Linked DNA regions of Mus musculus: region 2 is linked to region 1. The links are chromatin contacts, called in public HiChIP or PLAC-seq maps. All regions are on one chromosome and are shown on one strand. Each heading gives the region's core, a stretch centred on a gene start, on an enhancer-like site or on the middle of the called end of the contact. The rest is flanking DNA. Distances are from core to core; before and after follow the strand shown. Region 1 has its middle 9.5 kb from the start of Hils1. Region 2 overlaps Samd14 (sterile alpha motif domain containing 14).

Region 1 (4,880 bases), core at 1,341-3,840:
CATCTCCTGGATGGATTTGCTGTAACCTAAAGATGGTGGGTTTTCCCCTTTATTCAGCTTTTCAATCCTGTTTCTGTTTCTAGCTGTCTCCAAAACTCCCATAGACAGAGAGTTGCATGTGACCGGAGAGGAAAGGCTTCTAGCTGGAGCTTGGGGACCTTAGCGGTGTGAGGGAGGACAAGGGGAGTACCCACCCATGAGGGGAGGCACTCATTAAGGCACAGGAAGGCCTGGGTGGTAACGTGAGGGAGTGAATGGGAGCTGTGGGTGGCCCCGTGTGGGTGTCACAGTGGGGACCTGAGTGAATGTGTCTCTTTCTGTGCCCACTTACCTGTAAGCAAAGACATCTATGTCCACAGGCCCCTTCCGGTTTGGTGTGGCATAGGTGGGAGATCACAGCCTCTGGACATACAAGTCTTACAAGTTTATCCGTGCAGGCTGATGGGTTAAAGCTGAGCAGAGAGACACTTGGGAAAACCAGGAGGGGCTGGTGTGGAAGAAGACAAGCATCCCAAAGTCCCCCGCACTAGTGGGAATTCTCAGAGCTGGCGAGAGGCTGTTAGTGTGTTCCTCCTGAATGTGTGCTGCAAACTGAGCCAGGGCATTTGCACGGAGGAGGCAGGACCTGGGAAGAAGGTAGTCTTTCTGGGAGGGTGACTGATCCTTGTGCACATGGAGATCTCAACTCTTTACAGAGGATGTGCAAAGCCAGGCAGGGAGGGAGGGAAGCGAATTGGTACCCAAAGGTGCTGGAGCACTGGTGCTTCTCCCTGCCCAAAATGATAGGAGGAGCAGGGGCATGATGGCACACCTTGAATCCCAGTACTCCAGAGACAGAGGCAGGAGGATCTCTGTGAGCTCCAGGGCAGCCTGGTTTACATATCAAGTTCCAGAACAGCCAGGGGCTATATACAGAGAAATCCTGTCTCAAAAGAAGAAGAAGGAGAAGGAGGAGGAAGAGGAGGAGGAGAAGGAGGAGGAGGAGGAGAAAGTGCGCACAATGTGTGTGTGTGTGCATTCCTGTGCTCTTGTGTATGAGTGTGTGCCTGTGTGTGAGTGTATGTGTGTGTGTGTGGGGTGGGGGATGCACACACGTGCAATTTTAAAAAGTAGATTGTGGGAAACTCATGTTTTTCATTTTCTTTCTTTCTTTCTCTCTCCTTCTCTTTCTTCCTTTCTTTCTTTCTTCCTTTCTTTCCTTCATTTTCTGTGCATTGGTGTTTTGCCTGCATGTACGTCTTTGTGAAGGTGCAGGGTCCCCTGGAACCTAAGTTACAGTTGTGAGCTGCCATGTGGGTGCTGAGGATTGAACCCTGAGCCGTTTCTCCAGCCCCATATTTTTTATTTTCTAGCATCCATGTTTAGAAAGGGGGTTGGGGGGAGATGAGCTGCAGTGTAGCTCCGCTGGTACAGTGATTCCTAGTATGCACAATGCTTTGCGTTCAATCTCTATGCCACAGAAAAGATGGAGACCGGATCAAAGCCTGGGTTACATGAGACTCTATGTCAAAATAAATAAATAAATAAATAAAAATAAAAAGTGAGGTGAAACTAGTTTCATATCTTATTTAACCTAATACAATCTCAACCATTAAAACCATACACATTGCCGGGCAGTGGTGGCGCAAGCCTTTAATCCCAGCACTTGGGAGGCAGAGGCAGGCGGATTTCAGAGTTTGAGGCCAGCCTGGTCTACAGAGTGAGTTCCAGGACAGCCAGGGCTACACAGAGAAACCCTGTCTCGAAAAACCAAACCAAACAAACAAACAAACAAAAAACTATACACATCTCAGTTCGAACTAGCTGTATGTAGTTCTGGTGTTCACTCGTGACCAACAGCGTCCTTGCATTTAAGGAGTGCAAACTTTATCATTCCTTTCCATTCAGAAGGAAAAACAAAAATTTCTTGAGGCATTAGGGGAAGCAGAGCCCATTGGTCAGGATCTGACAGGTCAGAGAGACCCACACCCCTCTCGCCTGAGGAGGCTGTGTGGTACCCGGGATAATGCGGTGTCTAGGAAGTATTGGCATGCCTACCTTCATGGGTTCTCACTTCAGCCCTGAAGTAGGAATGACTCCGTTTGGGAGCAAACTAACTGTTGAGGTCGATACAGTGTGCCAGAACCATGTTTGGACCCTGCCTGGAGAGGTGTGGCCTTAGTGATTGAGGCCCGAAGTAGGTGGCCTCTGTATTGAAGAGACTGGACCATAGGGAGTGGTGCGGAAATGGCTGCAGGGTCCGGCTGCGCATGCGCATGCATAGTCTGTATTTAGAGTGAAGGTGGAGGCCGCTCATCAAGCCAATAATCAGGGCCATCATCTGGACTAAAAGTAGGGTGGAGTGAGTGCGGGGTGACACCACAGAAGGTGGGGGCTGGAAACAGCTGCCTACTCTGTGAGGGACTGTAGGAAGCCATCCTGATTACTCTTCCAGGAGAGGCTTCTGCCCAGTGAGTATGTCTGTGTCCTCCCTCTGTGCTGCTGGTCATCTGGGCGTTCACATGTGGATGCCCAGGCAGGGCTCAGTGTCTTCTGTAGTCACGCCATCCTCCCGGCTACTTGTCTGGGCCACTTCCTTTCAGGAAGGCAGCCAAGCCGGCTCCTGTGTGCTCTTTGGAACTGAGTTGGGAGGTAGAGGCTGCCAAGAGCCCAAGGCAAGGCCAGGAAGCAGAGGGAGGGAGGGAGGAGCTGACTTCTTATTCTCCCGCCCTCGACCAGGAAGGACATGCAGGGGACCAGACAGAGGTGAGAGGGGAGCCAGCAGCCCCCACCTTAAGGGTGCAGGGATCCAGTTGAAGCTAGCCTATGCCCCAGGACTGTGACACTGAGCTAGAGCTATGCCTGCCCATCAGCTGAAAGACCTGTGGGGGAGGGGGAGGAGGGAAGGGGAGGAGGAAGTAGCCAATGAGAAGCCAGAGGCATCTGTTTGTTCTGCAAAGAGCCCATCCCTCCAGCCATTACCTTGCCAGCACCCCACCTCCCGCCCCACCCTGCCAGCCTCTGTCAGCGCTTACCCAGTTCCATAATTAAGCAGCTAATGGGCTTCCAGTACCCAGAATAGGCAGAATGGGGTACAGATGATAGTGGTAAAGACTTACTTTTGACCACAGAGGAAGTGCAGCCTCCCTCAGAGCTCTGAGCAGGTTGATCTGAAGATAGTGAGTTATCTCAACTGATTGTTCAAAGTCAGTTCCAGATTGCATCCCTATTCTACACTCCACACCCCCCTTTCCTGTTACTGTACTTAACCAGCCGTTAAGATAGCACTTAAAAGGCTGCTCTTCTAGAGGGCCCGGGTTCAATTCCAGGCACCCCCAAGGCAGCTCACAGCTGTTTGTAACTCCAATCCCAGAGGATCTGGCACTTCTTTTGGCCTCTACAGGACATACATGCAGACCAAACACCCATACACATAAAAACTAAAAACAAACAAACAAACAAACAAACAAACAAACAAAAAATTGGATCTAGAGAGATGGTTTAGCCATTAAGAGCACTGGTTCTTCCAGAGGACCCAGGTTCGATTCCCAGCACCCACATGGCAGATCACAACTTTCAGTAACTCCAGTTCCAGGGCACCTAACAGCCACACACAGACATGCAGGCAAAGCAGCAGTGCACATAAAATAAAAACAAATAAATTAAAACAAGCAAACAAAAATAACTCTGAGCAGACACACAGACAACTATCCCTCAGGTATTCCCTCCAAACAGCCTTGCCTGCCATCTTCTGTGTGCAGGAGCTGTGTTGAACCTTAAGGGGTAGGTGTGGGGTGGGCTATTAGAGAGAGGGTAGGCAGAATCCTGAATCTAGTGCTGGCAGAAGACTTGCTGTTTCAGTTGTGAGCTTAGCCTTTAAGGGCTGAGCCATCTCAACAGCTCAGAAGACCTATAACCCATGAGCCCAGACAGCATCTCCTATCGGAGAGCCAAGAGGACTTTTGAAGGGACTCTGAAAAGCACAGGAGCAGAAGGGACAGGGAAGGTCAAATCTGGGGATATGTTTTAGAGCAGAGATCTAAAGGAAGTTGTGAAACCCTAGGAGAGTTTGAAGCCAGCCCAATCTACATAGTGAGCTCCAGGACAGCCAAGGCTATGTAGGGAGACCCTGTCCAAAAAAAAAAGGGGGGGGGGAGGAAATGAAAGGAAAAGAAAAGAAAAGAAAAGAAAAGAAAAGAAAGGAAAAGAGAAAAGAAAAGAAAAGAAAAGAAAAGAAAAGAAAAGAAAAGAAAAGAAAAGAAAAATGGGAAGCTGAGGAGCTCTGCAGAAGCTCCTGAGACAGAAGCCTTAAAGAGGGGCCATGCTGTGGGGTGACACACTCCTATGCATTCTCTTAGAAAAGATGGGCTGGGCCATGTGTCCTTGCTTCTTTGTTGTTCCTCTCTATTAGGGTCCCTGTACTGGCTGGTTTTGTGTGTCAGCTTGACACAAGCTGGAGTTATCACAGAGAAAGGAGCCTCCCTTGAGGAAATGCCTCCATGAGATCCAGCTGTAAGACATTTTCTCAATTAGTGATCAAGGGTGGGAGGGCCCATTGTGGGTGGTGCCATCCCTGGGCTGGTAGTCCTGGGTTCTATAAGAAAGCAAGCTGAGCAAGCCAGTAAGGGGCATCTCTCCATGGCCTCTGCATCAGCTCCTGCCTCCAGGCTCCTGCCCTGTGTGAGTTCCAGTCCTGACTTCCTTTGGTGATGAACAGCAATGTGGAGGTAAACACTGAATAAACCCTTTCCTTCCCAACTTGCTTCTTGGCCATGATGTTTTTGTGCAGGAATACAAACCCTGACTAGGACAAATTGGTGCTGGGAGTGGGGTATTCCTATGACAGCCTGACCATGTTTTGGGGAGGACTGTGGAAGGACTTTGGAACTTTGAGCTAGAAG
Region 2 (4,478 bases), core at 1,266-3,765, 68 kb after region 1:
TCTTTCAGATTGAGATAGCTTTTAGGGACAGAAATCACCCTTTGTCCTGACTTTTGACCCTGACTTACCTCCTGGACTGACCTGGCATTGGCTCTCCCTGTGTAGCCTCTGACCCGGTGTCTGACCTCTATGCAAGGTACTCCTTTCGCAGTGTAGTACAACACCTCCATCTGACTTGAAACTCAAGCCTAATCGCTTCTATCTGACCTTCTAGCTCCAGCCCGGGTCTTTGGGCTGACCTTGATCTTTGGACTACCATCAAGGCCACTTTCTTGGCCAGCTCCATCCCATATTCATTCTCAGATCCTGGATACCACCAGGCTCTGGCGTGCTAAGTGGACAGTGTGGAGAGGTGGCCTCCAATATCTGCAGGTTCCTGGGACTGAGGGAGAGAGAGCCCCATAGGAACTCTCTTATTTATTTATTTATTTATTTATTTATTTATTTATTTATTTATTTATTATATGTAAGTACACTGTAGCTGTCTTCAGACACTCCAGAAGAGGGCATCAGATTTCGTTACGGATGGTTGTGAGCCACCATGTGGTTGTTGGGATTTGAACTCAGGGCGTTTGGAAGAACAGTCGGCGCTCTTAACGGCTGAGCCATCTCACCAGCCCCCCATAGGAACTCTTGAAACGGGAAGGGACCTAGCCGATAAGCCACTTGACCTTGAACAAGTCACTCTTCACTCTGAGGACCTCAGAGGTTGAGCAGGATCATACTAAGGCTGAAATCCTAGGTTAAGGATCTGGCGCCAAGGACGGGGTCGCAAATGGCCTAGTGCCAGAGAGTTGTCATCTCTGACCACTTGCAAGCCATTCCTCCTACCTTGGGACCCCGATCCCTAGGCAAAGGCCAGACTTCCGAGCAGACTCTAGTGGGTCTGTGGGGCAGCGTTCTAGGCCTCTTTCCTTCATTCTGGATTTCTTCCCAGAGCCTGGGGCTCAGCAATTCGCATGACCGAGCACTGGTGAAGCGGAAGTTGAAGGAGCTGGCAGCGGCTGCTGAGAAGGAACGGAAGGCGCAGGAGAAGACCGCAAAGCAGCGGGAGAAGCTGCGGCGCCGCGAGAACGATGCCAAGAAGAGCTAGGGATGGCTGGCGGGGCTGGCACCCCGGCGCACTTGCAGCCACCTACATGGGCCTCACCAGGGAGGCAGGGTCCAGGCACCAGGCTCTCGGAGCACGCGGCCCCCCTCTCACCCTGTTTGGACTGAGTCCTCTGGAGGGAGACCCCAGGGGGGAGGGCCCAGTAATAAACCCAATTTCGAGGACTTGTTTGGCGCAGACTTCCAGGGGGAAGCAGGTGGCAGATGAAGAGGGCAGAGGCCAGGAATGCAGCAAACGCGGAGCCCAGAGGAGCCTGGTTCAGGTGGAACCTCCGCCCTCTGACTAGAGTGGTCCGAGCAGGAAGAAATCTAGCAGGAGAGGCCCTACCATGGCCAGGATTCCTAGGTTTAGAGAGTAGCCTGGGCAACCCGACTGGAGACAGGAGACAGCTGTGTCTCCTCACCTTTTGAAGGTGGCTGTGTGGTGGGAGAACAGATCTCCCCAGAGAGGCCAGTGGGCAGTGCCAGTAGCACTCAGGGTGGATTCCCAGACACCTCCTCAGAGGAGAGAGAGAGCAGGGCAGGATAAGCTGGCCTCTGTAAGGAAGGCAGAGGGGGAGAAGGGAGCTCTCACTCACTCTCTCTCTCTTCCCCTCCCTCACCTGCAGGTTCCAGCACACAGGTCTGCTCCTCTCCCATTGAGTCCCTTTCGCAGAGCTAAAATCCACTTCTTCGGAGAGTACTTGAGCCTTCGAGGGCAGGAAAAATTGAGAGCTGTTGGGGACACGGGTCACTCCCCCAACTAGTGTCTAGATGGTGAAGAGGCACACCCTAAGTGTGGCCTGCATGCTGCCAGATTGAAAGGGTCCATCAGCTTCCCTGGTGCCCTGGGTGTGTCAAGGCCTCAGAGGCCTGGGGCGGATGGACAGACACTGCTGGCTTAGGTTTGCTAGGCTACAGAGGGGGACTGGGCCAGCCCCGCGTGGGACTGGCACATGTCCTTTGTAGGGCGTGTTCAGAGATAGAGGGTCCAGGTGCAATGCTGACCCAGCTTCTTGGGTGCTGGTCAGTTACTACTAGGCCCAGGTTTTAGATGACAAACCCCCACCCCTCCCAGTTTCCTGGAGAGGTGAACAGGACCTGCATGTTAACTCCCTCTCTCCTGCCTGGGAAAGTGGCTGAAGGCCAGGGCCCTATGTTTGTGCTCAGTCACCTTCACTGGAAGAGGGGGCCTCATAGGGAAAACTAAGGTATCGGGGCACTGGCACTTCCTAGACTGGGTGGGGAGGGTGGAGGCTCTACTGTCCCCGAAGCCGTGAAGAGCCAAGTGTGCCCACCTGCATGTGAAGGGGGAAGATGGCTATCAACTTCTTTCAATAAATACTTACCACACACCAGTGATCTTCTTGTCTGGGACAAGGGACTAAGCTACGCCTGAGTGGACGGCCCTGCCTGGTGGCGTGTTCAGCTGGCCTAGGTCCTGAGTACAGTTAGTCCTAGGGGACCAGTCTTCACAGGTGCTTCATGTGTGGGCTCCCCCTCCCCGAGCAAGGAAGCCAGGCAGCAGTCACATTTCATCTGTTTACTGTGGATGTCACTGTCACCATCCCAGCCACTGGGAGGGCACACGGCTTTAACCCCTGTGTGTGGAGGGGAAGGGCAGGGCTTCTGAGATTACAAAACTGGCTATGTACATAGGGCTGTCCTAGGGGTGAGTCACTTGTGCACACATAGTGGGCATAGGGGTGGGGTGGGGTCTGAAGCTCAGGCAGCATAGGGTGGGTGTAGACTGGGCAGGGGAGGTGTGCACGTGAGGACATGCTGGGTGGGCAAGGCTTTAGGAAGCAGCTAAACAGAAACATTGCTAAGATCACCTTGGGGGCAGCTTACTCCTAGGCCTGCCCTCTCGGTGGGCCCCGGGTGAGAATCGCTACCTACTCTCAAGTTCCCAATTGCAACTTCATACCATCCAGAGTAGAGATAGAGGCTGCAGGATCAGAGTCAAGGGTGGACCCTATCTTCCCCCAGTCCCTCTCCAGACTTGAGGGCACTCCATCCTTCTTAACATTGACAAAGAACCCAGCCCAAATGTGCCTGTACAGTGTGTGGGCATAAGGCAAGCGGAGCAGCCACTTGGAAGGCCAGGACTATGCAGGCAGTGAGGGGGAACCAGGGCTTCTAGTAGAAAACAGACAGTTCTGATCTTGGGAGAAGTGTCTCTGGGCCACCCCATCAGGGAGAGCCATCCCCAACCCTCAAGCATCACTATGGAAACCGGGTTCCAGGGAAACCCCCTAGGGTTTCTCCACAGAGACATATTGGCACTTAGGGACCACCACAGTTGGGCCACTGAGATTTCTACAAAGACAGATCTGGCCATCAGGGAGACCCAGTTTCACCCCTTGTACCCTAGGGGATAGATAGGGAAGGTCCCTGTGGTGGCTGGATTCAGAGGTGGCAGCATCCTACAGGTGCCAGGGAGGGAAGGCCCCTAGCTGACCCGATACGTCGATGTGTTCTTGGGCTCTGTGCTGGGCACACACCAGTCGCCGGCCTCCTGGATGGTCTGGTAGTGGCGCCAGGCAGACTTGTTGTAGACAGGCAGGCGCTCCACTGAGTCCGTGGACAGGGCCTAGAGAGCATTGCCATCAACCTCCTGCTTGCCCACACCCCAGCTTACTACCCTCTCCCACCCAGGCCCTGATGGTCTCCATCCCTGGAGTCCTAACCCAGGTCTGAGTCAGCCTCATAACCAGGCATTAGCCTGAGACATTACCCCAGACCTGGAAAAGCCCCTAAAAGAGTCAGCCTTCTGTCTCTTGCCCTGGCCCATTCCATGAAGCTGGCCCCTCCACGATCAGGGGGGCAAAAAGGATCAAGAGGGAGGGAGGCTTTGCTGTGTGATCCCTATTAATCACCAAGGTACACTCGGATCAACTGAAGTTCAAGACCTGTAAGGTTCCCTTCCTTCTAGCCTAGGGTTTCTCAGAAGAGGGGCCTTACTCACAGACCTTAGACCCCCTGAAGTTGCCTACCACATTAGTTTAAAGTTACAGTGCTTGAGGAGCCAAGGCTCCTCTGAGTCTTGGAGAGCCAAAACTGAGTTTGGAGTCAGGAAGGATGAGGGATGGGTAGAAACCCGTTAGCAGCCAGCTTGCCCCTGGCGGGCCTCACCTTCAGATAGATGACAGCATCTGTCCCAAAGCCCTCCATAGAGAAAAGCTGCAAGTCCCCCTGGAAGTACTTGGCGTAGAGGCGGGAAATGGGGAGTCCGTACCCAAAGCCAGCCTACAGAGGAGCCACAGGTCATAAAGTGAGCCAGGAATGCTGGACTGGGGACAGGCAGGGGCGCTGGAGCAGGGGTGGAGAAGGGACATTTCTGAAGCAGATGGGAGTAGGTGGGAGGCAGGGGGACTGCAGAGGATGCA

The links. HiChIP or PLAC-seq counts read pairs in DNA pulled down with a chosen protein or histone mark.
Region 2: a contact with region 1 is called in an HNF4G HiChIP or PLAC-seq map of pancreatic cancer cells. The contact joins two enhancer-like sites. A contact is called at or near these places in 11 of 39 promoter capture datasets (the C10 cell line, cranial neural crest, embryonic stem cells and 8 more), 6 of 484 Hi-C or Micro-C datasets (the P5424 cell line, bone marrow-derived macrophages, embryonic stem cells and 3 more), 4 of 115 datasets of contacts at active chromatin or transcription factors (double positive thymocytes, embryonic stem cells and pancreatic cancer cells) and 4 of 9 other capture datasets (adipose tissue, liver, macrophages and 1 more).

What each region holds. Positions count from the first base shown.
Region 1 is chr11:94,955,636-94,960,515 of GRCm38.p6, forward strand. No RefSeq gene overlaps it. Among named protein-coding and RNA genes, the nearest start is that of Hils1, 9.5 kb to the right of the region's middle. Within about 2 kb of position 2,591, at least 138 of the 459 cell types and tissues checked have an H3K27ac peak or open chromatin away from gene starts, as enhancers often do. A contact at or near this core is called in pancreatic cancer cells, where this site is marked.
Region 2 is chr11:95,023,641-95,028,118 of GRCm38.p6, forward strand. It overlaps Samd14 (sterile alpha motif domain containing 14), which reads left to right. Exons shown (of 10, transcript NM_146025.2): 10 at 938-2,447. The coding sequence ends at 1,093. It overlaps Pdk2 (pyruvate dehydrogenase kinase, isoenzyme 2), which reads right to left. Exons shown (of 11, transcript NM_133667.2): 10 at 4,225-4,338; 11 at 2,618-3,682. The coding sequence ends at 3,542. Among named protein-coding and RNA genes, the nearest start is that of Gm11513, 6.9 kb to the right of the region's middle. Within about 2 kb of position 2,516, at least 20 of the 459 cell types and tissues checked have an H3K27ac peak or open chromatin away from gene starts, as enhancers often do. A contact at or near this core is called in pancreatic cancer cells, where this site is marked.